2 separate regions of the Mus musculus genome follow, and region 1 is linked to region 2. Evidence: chromatin contacts called from public Hi-C data. All regions are on one chromosome and are shown on one strand. The core of a region is the stretch at or near the end of the contact, and the rest is flanking DNA. Distances in the headings are between cores, read along the strand shown. Region 1 has its middle 25 kb from the start of Frmd5. Region 2 overlaps Frmd5 (FERM domain containing 5).

What was found. Hi-C and Micro-C count contacts between places; a contact is called where the count stands out from the background.
Region 1: a contact with region 2 is called in a Hi-C map of ventricular fibroblasts, with 5 times the contacts expected there. The contact joins two enhancer-like sites. A contact is called at or near these places in 38 of 484 Hi-C or Micro-C datasets (the C2C12 cell line, the C3H10T1/2 cell line, the G1E-ER4 cell line and 24 more) and 3 of 115 datasets of contacts at active chromatin or transcription factors (bone marrow-derived dendritic cells, embryonic stem cells and stem cell-derived neural progenitor cells).

Annotation. Positions count from the first base shown.
Region 1 is chr2:121,829,379-121,834,209 of GRCm38.p6, forward strand. No RefSeq gene overlaps it. Among named protein-coding and RNA genes, the nearest start is that of Frmd5, 25 kb to the left of the region's middle. Within about 2 kb of position 2,908, at least 16 of the 459 cell types and tissues checked have an H3K27ac peak or open chromatin away from gene starts, as enhancers often do.
Region 2 is chr2:121,698,272-121,702,841 of GRCm38.p6, forward strand. The region is part of intron 1 of Frmd5 (FERM domain containing 5); the gene reads right to left. It also overlaps the pseudogene Gm14021. Among named protein-coding and RNA genes, the nearest start is that of Frmd5, 110 kb to the right of the region's middle. Within about 2 kb of position 1,775, at least 19 of the 459 cell types and tissues checked have an H3K27ac peak or open chromatin away from gene starts, as enhancers often do.

The sequences.
Region 1 (4,831 bases), core at 1,658-4,157, 130 kb after region 2:
AACAGGTACCCACGGAGGCCAGAAGGAGATGTTGGATCCTCCAGAGCAGGCATTATGGGGGTTAGGAGCGTCAAATGTGGGTGCTGGGAACCTAACTTTGGTCCTTTTAAAGAACAGCAAGTGCTCTTAAACATTGAAGCATCTCTTCATTCCTATAAAAAATAATATTTTTTAAAGGCATGTAGATTCTACCAATTAACTTAGGATCTAAGAGGTAGAGTTGGATATCACTCATTTATAAAACCTCCTAGGAGACCTAAGTGAAATACCAGAGGTAATACTGAAAGGAAATAAAACTTGAGACCTGTGATTCATAAGAGTTGTTTGTGAGCTTTGAAACCTGGGGCTGAGAACATAGCAGAACAGACCAGGACATGCCCACCCCTAGCTTCCAAGCCTCGTGGTCGAATCCACTGTCTCCTGTGTGAGATACGTTTCGACCCGGAGCTCCGCCATTAAAAAAACCTTGTGTTGTTACATCAAGGTGTTGTGTTCTATTCGTGATTCTTGGGTGCACGCCGAATCGGGAGCTGAGTGGGGGTTTCCCCACTAGGTTCTTTCAACACCCCCTAATACCAGATTAGACTTAAAGATAACCTGATCATCTAGATCAATGCTGATCTCTATTTCACTATTATCCCATAAAGGAGCCTGTTTAGACTTTGGTCCTTCCTCTCCCCACCCCAAGAGTTGAATGCAGATGTGTATCTGGTTATGTAGGGTACAAATAACTGTGTTTTACACATATATAAAGATATGGCTTTCACCCTCTCTGGAGCAATTTTTCCCCACGGGAGTTCTAGCAAGCCCACTTACAATGAATGTCTGCTTGAACTGCACTGACAACCCCCACATCAGCAGTTTAGAACACAGAAGTTTACATTTCACCTGCACAGCATCTGCACTGATCAGCAGAGTTATTCTGAGTCATCTTCTAGACAGCTGGGTCATTACCTAGACGGAAAGAACAGAGGGGAGGGAGTGGGGGCCAGGGAAATGGCAGGGGCAAGCTTGGACTGGATAGCCAAACACTGACTCAAAAAACAAACAACCCACAAGAGAGGACCCTTCCTCTCCAGCTTCTGCCTCAAGGCCCTCCAGAGGTGCCACCTACCTTTCAAGGAACAAAACAAGTCACATGATACAAGCAGAGCTTAATAAGATGGGTATCAGTTTCTAGACCAGTGATTTTCAACCTTTCTAATACTCTGGCCTTTTACTACAGTTCTGTGGTTCTGCCCTGGGCTTCCTCCCTCAGGGTGTCCAGGCGCTGCTGCTGCACAATGGGAAGGAAAGGATGAAGCCGAGCGGGGGTGGGGGTAGGGGGGTGGATGAATGAATGGGCAGGATCTTGGTCCACCTGTGCAGAATGGCGAGCATTCTCTGAGGATTTCAGTGTTACAACTCTCTCAGACAACATTCATGTGCATGTATTTTACTTGGGGTGAACAAGGACTATATGAACCTTGGAGAGTGGGAAGGGATTTTTGGTGAACATACACTGACTGAGGCTTAAGGTACTGGGAATGCCTTATTTGCATGGAGAGGCACCCCAGGTGCTTGCCAGGCAGGTTCTTATTGGGAGAAAGGGAGTTGAACCTGCAATTTTGCCAAGGACTACTTGGCACTCCTCAAGTAGAAGATGTGGGGGTTGGGCTCCCCAGATAAGGTCAGATGGAGAAGAGGGAGCCCTACTAGAAAAAGAAGACCCCTGGGCTGGAGAGATGGCTCAGTGGTTAAGAGCACTGACTGCTCTTCCAGAGGTCCTGAGTTCAGTTCCCAGCAGCCACATGTGGCTCATAACCATCTGTAATGGGATCTGATGCCCTCTTCTGGTGTGTCTGAAGAGAGCTACAGTGTAGTCATATAAAATAAATAACTAAATCTTAAAACAAAAAAGAAGTCCTCCATTTTGCACCTAGCCCAGGGAACTGCACAGTCATGGTCCACTATGACCTTAGTAGTAACAGGGTTTTCCAAAATAGTTCCTCGTGGTGTGGTGGCCCCCCAACCCTAAAATTATTTTCATTGCTATTCATAACTGTAATCTTTCTACTGTTATGAATCATAACATAAATATCTGTTTTTTCCTACGGTCTTAGGCAACCCCTGTGAAGGGTCATTTCACCTCCGAAAGGGTTGTGACCCACAGGTTGAGAGCAACTGTTCTAGTCATTAGTGAACAGTCTAAAGAATCGGCAATCTTCTCACGTGTGTGCACTGTGATTTTAAGAGACATAATATCAGTGGCTAAGAGCAGTATTGCTCTGCAGAGGTCCTGAGTTCATATTCTGATACCTATATCAGCTGATTCACAACTTCCTCCTACTGAGGCTCCAACTGGCTTCTGAGAAAACCTGCACTCATGTGCATGAGTGTACACTTATACAGACGTGTTGTGTGTGTGCAGGTGACTTTGGAAGCTAGAAGACAGAGTTGGGTCCTCTGAAGCTGGAATTTTCTGATGTGTGTGCTGGGAACCAAACTCCAGTTTGTTGCAAGAGAAGCATACACTCTTAACCACTAAGCCATCTATCTCTCCAGCCCAGAATTTTTGTTTTGTTTAAAGAAATAAGTCAGGAAAGGAACTTTAAGACATAGAATAAATTTAAAGAAAAATAAGTATTTTAGCATAAATTGATATGACTCAAAATATTCAATATGATTTTTTTAGATTCTTGTGTTAATTTATTACAAAAACTGTGTTGAGGAACTAGGAAGATGACTTAGACACACCACACACACACACACACACACACACACATATATGCATGGACATGGACATATGTGGGAGATCCAATCATGGTCTCACAGCTCCTCCAGGAAAGGACAATATGGAAAGGGAAGGCCTTTGCTGCCTGCCCTGCATCTACCACACCAGTGGTAGAACACGTGCTGAGCATGCACCAGGTCAGGTCCAGGACCACAATCAATCAAACAAGATCCTATAGGAAGAAAGGGAGGAGGGGGGAAGGAAATGAAAGGAAGAGGGGAAAAAGAAAAGGAAAAAGGAGGAGAGAGAAAGCAGACATTCTTTAGCAGGGGACCAGTTTGTTGTGACTATGTGACAGACGGATACACATTTTCACAAAGCCAGGCCTCAGGTCTTTCAGGACTTCCAGGGAGACAGGTGATGGATGGGTCTCAGGGTTGCTCATCCCACTGCTTCCATGACTCTGTCCTTGACCTGTTTCCTAAAGTCTCTCTCCATAGACACAGCTCTGCGGTCCTGTTTCCCTTCATGAGTTAGGCGTCTGGCTTTGGCCTGGCATTTCAATACCAGGAACTGATTGTGACGCCAGGATGACAGCTTAAATCTTCATCTGTGACCCCAACAATCAAGGACAGCGAGGGCCTTGGGGAGAGGTTGCCGAGGAATGAGCAATGCTGCCATCTTGTGGAAGACAGGAGTTAAGTTCTTTGAGGAGGTCATGGCTAACAATGACTAACAAAAAATGGCTAAAAAAAAAAAAAAAAAAAGAACTTCAAGGAGTAAGGATTGCAGTAGGGCCCTGAAATTTACTTATCATGTAACTTGTGTGGTTTGACTTTCTGTAACTTTTAAGAGTGGATCTCATTTTAAATAAGTTTATTCCACTAATAAATTAAATCTGAAAGAGAACACCCCCCACACACTCAAGGTATTTAAGACATCTGATTATATTAACATTTGTCATGGCTCTCTACCAGGAACTAGCTGAATAATTTTCATAATTCAAATTTGTTTTCTTGTAGGTAAAATGTGGGCTATGATGATACTTAAATGGTAATTCTTCCTCTATTATCTTTCTATTGAATTTACCAAACCTTTATCGGCTATAGGAACTCTCATTCATCTCTTATATAGATAACCACACAACAGAAAGTAAATGGGGAGCTTTAGTCAGTGAAGTGAGGCAGGGTTGCAGAGCATAGTGGTGTCCTCCGGACACAACAGGACAGATGCAGTCATGAACTCACAGTGGCTGTTCTTGCCTGCACAAAAGTTGGGGAAATGGATTAGTGATTAAGGGCCCTTATTACTTTCCCAGAAGCCCATGTCGATTCTCAGCACATGGTGGCTCTCAGATATAAGTCCAGTTCCAGGAGATGAATAGCCTCTCTGACATCTGTGGTGGCATCAGGCACACACATGGTCCAGACAACAGGCAACAAACACATAAAATTAAAAACTAAATAAACCCAATTTTCAAAAATGTTAAAGATCTACACTGTAGCAATATCCAATTAAATCTACTCAAATTGATCCTGGAGGGCTTTTCTTGCTAACCACTCCAATGTTCTGGGTTCCAGAATGAAAGACACATATACAGAGCCTATATACATATACATATATATTTTTGTTTTGGTTTGGTTTTTTGTTTTTGTTTTGTTTTTGTTTTTGTTTTTTTGAGACAGGGTTTCTCTGTGTAGCCCCTGGCTGTCCTGGATCTCACTCTGTAGACCAGGCTGGTCTTGAAGTCAGAAATCCGCCTGCCTCTGCCTCCCAAGTGCTGGGATTAAAGGTGTGCGCCACCACCGCCGGGCTTATATTTTTATATGCCTTAAACAGCTCAATGACTGGGCTACTTCCTAACCTCCATGTGCCTAATCCACCACCCCCCATATTCTCAAGTTATTACTTGCTGCAGGATTTTCCCTGTCCAATTACATTAGTGCAGAATGGGGTCTGTGATTGGACAGGGAAAAGGGAGGCGGGGCTAAGAGTTGGGGAGAGAGAGAGAGAGAGAGAGAGAGAGAGAGAGAGAGAGAGAGAGAGAGAGAGAGAGAGAGAGAGAGAGAGAGAGAGAAAAGAAGAAGGAGGAGGAGGAGGAGGAGAGGAGGGGGAGAG
Region 2 (4,570 bases), core at 525-3,024:
AGCCACACTGCTGGTGGAAATGGATGAAGGTATAGACACTCTGGGTGGTCGTTGCTTTCTTTTAAAATTACAAAATCTAGCCATTCCCATTAGACAGATGAAGTCTTACATTCATACCACTCCTTAAACAGTTGCTTACAACAGCCTTAGAGACAATAGCTAAAAATAAGAAACAACCACCCTTAAACCAATGAAAAACTTGCTAATAAAGAGAAATTAACTACGGACACACTCAATGGCCTAGATGAACCTTGGTGGAGGTTTCTGAGCAGAAAAAATTCCAACGGCCTAAACATGGAATATCTTGTTTATATAACATTCTTTAAAAGAAAATGTTACAAAGGTTGGAAGCAGATCAGTGATGCCAAATATCAGGGTGGAAGGGTGAGGGAGAGAGGAAGGTGTTGGTAGAAGGACATAAGGAGGGAAACACATAGTAACAGAAATGCTCTGTATCTTGTATCTCGACTACCTTGATGACAGCTCTTGGCTGGGATGATGTACTATGGGTTTGTACAATGTTCCCATAGACTCTATGGCATAGAAGAAACTGGATACAAGGTATGTATGGTCTTACAACCACCTACAAATCTAAAAATAGCTAAAGAAAAAAGGTTGTGTGTTTTTTATTAAAATGTAATTTATTTCAGAAATCACTTAAGTTGAATGAATGGGAAGCGAAGGGAAACAGGCCAGCACAAGCCACAGGTGGTTTTCACGGTCACCGTATGAGTGTGGGAACTGAACACATCTGCAGCCAGAGCCAGACAAGCTCCGAAATACAGGGCCATCTCTTCACAACTAAAGCTCTGAAAATGGAAAGGAGATAATTTTCTGCTGCACATCTTTACAACAAACTTTTTTTAAAATTTTTTTCCACATTATTAGCACTATTTTAGTTTTTTGTTTTTTTGTTGTTTTTTTTGGGGGGGGGCTAAACTTAAAATAAAACAAAACCAGCAACATCCAACTTCCTGTTTCATCAGGAGTCAAGTGCTTTCTCAGCTAGACCTCTCGCATCCAACTACAGGGACATGAAAGCTCTGAATGACCCCTGCTTCTTTTCTGCACCTCCGCCTGCACCTCCACCTCCATCCTCGGCTCCTTTTGTGGCCACTAAGGCTAAGGACACATTAGGAAATAGGAAGGCAGGACAATGGCAGGGCAGGGGGCAAGTAGGCCAGAGTGCCAGAACACAGCCCTGTGGCTCTGATCACCGGCCTGTGCTTCAGCTCTGAAACGTTTGCCTTTCATTTTCACAGGCTGCATGGAGACATTTACACTGCACACACTGAAGAGAATGCCAGGGGCTGCAAAGGGACAGGCAGCTGCACATAACAAAATTAGCACCACTGTTTCCCTCGAAACAGAAAATCATACAAAAAGGGAACAGGAGAAAAAAATCCCTGGCGAGCACTTGGGCTTCATGGGGGCTTTTTGTGAAGAATGATGCCTGACACACTCAATGGCCTAGATGAAGGTCTGGGGTCTGGGCCGTGCTAGCCAAGGACTGTGACTTCCACTGCCACGCAGAGCTTTCACAACTGCGATTATAGAACATGCATTGAGGTGCAGTATAAAATATTAAAAGTTTGGCTTCTTAAAAAATTATTGGCTTTTTAGTTGAGTAAAAATAACTTACTGACTGTTATTGTATAAAGACTCTTGTTAGAATGTGAAGTTGCTTTGATTTTCTGCACAGCATGGCATAATTGGAGGCCGGATTACAAATGTCCTTGTGGTGAGTTCTCCACACAAAGATTTGAAGATGATCTAGCAGCAGACTCCAGAGGCCTTGAGCCTGCTATTAAAAGCTGTTTAAGTGTAAACATGCATCTCATTGGAGAGGTCTCTGTTCTACCTGGTTAGCAGGAAATGTGCGAACAATTAACTGTACTAACGACGGCAGCGACAACGGTGTTAGATCCTCTGCAGCTAGAAAAGTTAGGAGTCTCCAAACTGTGACTTCTGTGTGATAAGCAAACAGCCTGCCTCCAAGTATGCATAGCCTTCTCTGTCACAGGTTCTAGGCGACCACACAGGAACAACTCTGACCGAATCAAATTGTCCCAGATAGAAACCAGGAGGCCCCTCAATGATTAAACAGTTTTAATGCAATGAAATTCACTAGTAAGTAGACTTGTTGACTGACTCTTAGGAATAAATTCCAACATAAGTCCCTAAGGAGGAAGAAAATGATAGTTTACCTCACAAAATATAAATTGTAATTTAGCAATGAAATACATGTTTTTAAAACTTCATATAAATGCTCTCTCTCCTCTCTCTCTCTCTCCCTCTCTCTCTCTCTCTCTCTCACACACACACACACACACATACACACATACACGATTTTTAAAAATGATTTCCTCAGACACAGGTACTTAAATTTGGGTGGAGACATATACAAGCTTAAGAAAAATTCAAGCTGTAACACTCATCTGAAATGTTTTCTTTTTATCCAAGAGTATTTAACACGCAAACTTAACATGCAAGCACATGATGCCCTAGGGTCCCCCATCACTGTCACCACCCTGCCTGCATCTGTGTTCACATCGTGGAGATCATCTCCTGCATGGGGTGTTCAGCCTCCATTTCCAGCAAAATCCAGTCTTTCCTGGAATTCCTGTTCTCTGCTCCCCACAGTCTCCCTTCAGCCTTTGGGAACCTACTCAACCTAGGGGAAGGTCCTGGGTTACTTCCTGGGGGTTCTACATGTTAACGGTGAGAATGATTCACAGTTCAGAAAGCCACGGTTTCTGGGTTTCCAACATCCACAACACCCCACGGGCAGAGGCGGGCAGAGGTGACCTTTGACCTTGGCTTGGTTTTTATCAACTAGTTTGATAAAACCAGAAAAAAATGAGACCCTGGCCTTAAGAAGCCTAGCCTGCTCTTTAAAATCTTCATCTGGTTCTGCTTCAGGTAAGTGGTAGATTTTGATGTTTCATGCTCCGTTTCACCCAGAATCCCATTCTCCAGCTGCTCAGGTTCCCACGGAGTGAAAAATGTCGGCTTTCCCAGTGACAGGCCTGTCATTCAGCTCGTTGTATATCACTTTCATAAATGCAGCATCCAAGGGCTTCTACCCATGTGCACCCTGTTATCAGTGATGTGCCCTCTCATCGTGCAGGGAGCATTCAAACTGCTCAGCAGGGTAGGAGACAACTATTCAAGCGGTCCTTGTAGTGGCTGGCGTCTCCATAAATAGGTGTCCACTACCATCTGAGGCCCCAGGGACAATCTGAGTGGAGATCAGTCAGGAACAGGGTGTTTATGAGAGCTGATTTTCCTAGACCTGAGTCACCAAGCACCATCAGGTGTGAACTGGAATCCCAAACTACTGTGGTTTCTCTCTCTTTTTCTTTTTTTTTTGAGCTTCATTGGGAAAATTTGCAAGACCAACATAGGTAGAAGTTTCTGGATTTACAAACTGAGTTGGCTGTTGCTTAGACATCGTCTTGATTTTTGTTTGTTTGTTTGTTTGTTTTGGTCAATACACCAACACCAGTCAAGTAGTCAAACGTTAAGCTATATTCTCAGACACCCTTCTCTTTTAAACTCTTGGTGTGTGGGGTGTTTGTTTTGTTATGAATTACTTTTAATATTCGTGTTTCTTTTTTAAAAACTTAATGGATAGGTTTGTTTTTCATAGGAAGTACTTTTAACATTTGTATTTCCTTTAAAAAAAAACTTTTGATGTTTTAAATTCAATTTAACGAAGTGTCTGAGGCTACATTTTAACACCTTGCCTTATGGTAAGCTTATAGTTTATACCATGTGGGTCTTTTCTTATAAAATGAGATCTTGTTCATCCTGGATTTTGTTGTGGATTTTGCTTTGTTTTTCTCTTATTTGACTTTTTTCATTGTTTGTTTTTGTGGTAATGGGGTTTGAAGGCAGGGTCATATGCCTGCTGCCCAAGTATTCTACCACCAAGCTATATGTACTCTGAGCCGTTGTCCTCATCTTACAGTACCCAGAGTTGGTCTTTAGAAAGTAAGTTCAGTTCATATTTATTTATGGTTAATGTCAACTTTAGCTTTGTCCCATTATCTCAGTCTATGAATCTAAAAATGTTGTGCCTAATATATTAATCAAATCACGGTCATATTTTAGTAAGAAAATGTTAAGCCCTATTACCTACTGGTGTACATGCTGATTGTCTGAAAAAAAAAAAGGTTCCTTATAGGAACTGTTTTGTTTTTCATTTTAAAGATTTCCTTAAATGTTCTAATTGCACACACAGACGGAAAATATATTTCCTCATCAGTAACAGTTTAATGATTCTAAGACTTAACAGTTCTAAGTGTGACATAAAACAGCCAAGACAAAGAACAAGACAGAGCCCCAGTGTTCTATCTGGGGCGTTGGGTAGAGAAGAGCCTTCCCCAGCTTCCTGCCTACGTTCACACCCTCCTGCTAATTGTCACAATGGAGATTGGATGCCTTTTATTGCTATTTAAGAGATTTTGAAACACAGCTAGACTATCTTTCCCTAACAAGATAAAAACAGATTAAAGATTTGATGAAGGAAATTTGTTGTTATACATAGATAAACATATACATAGTG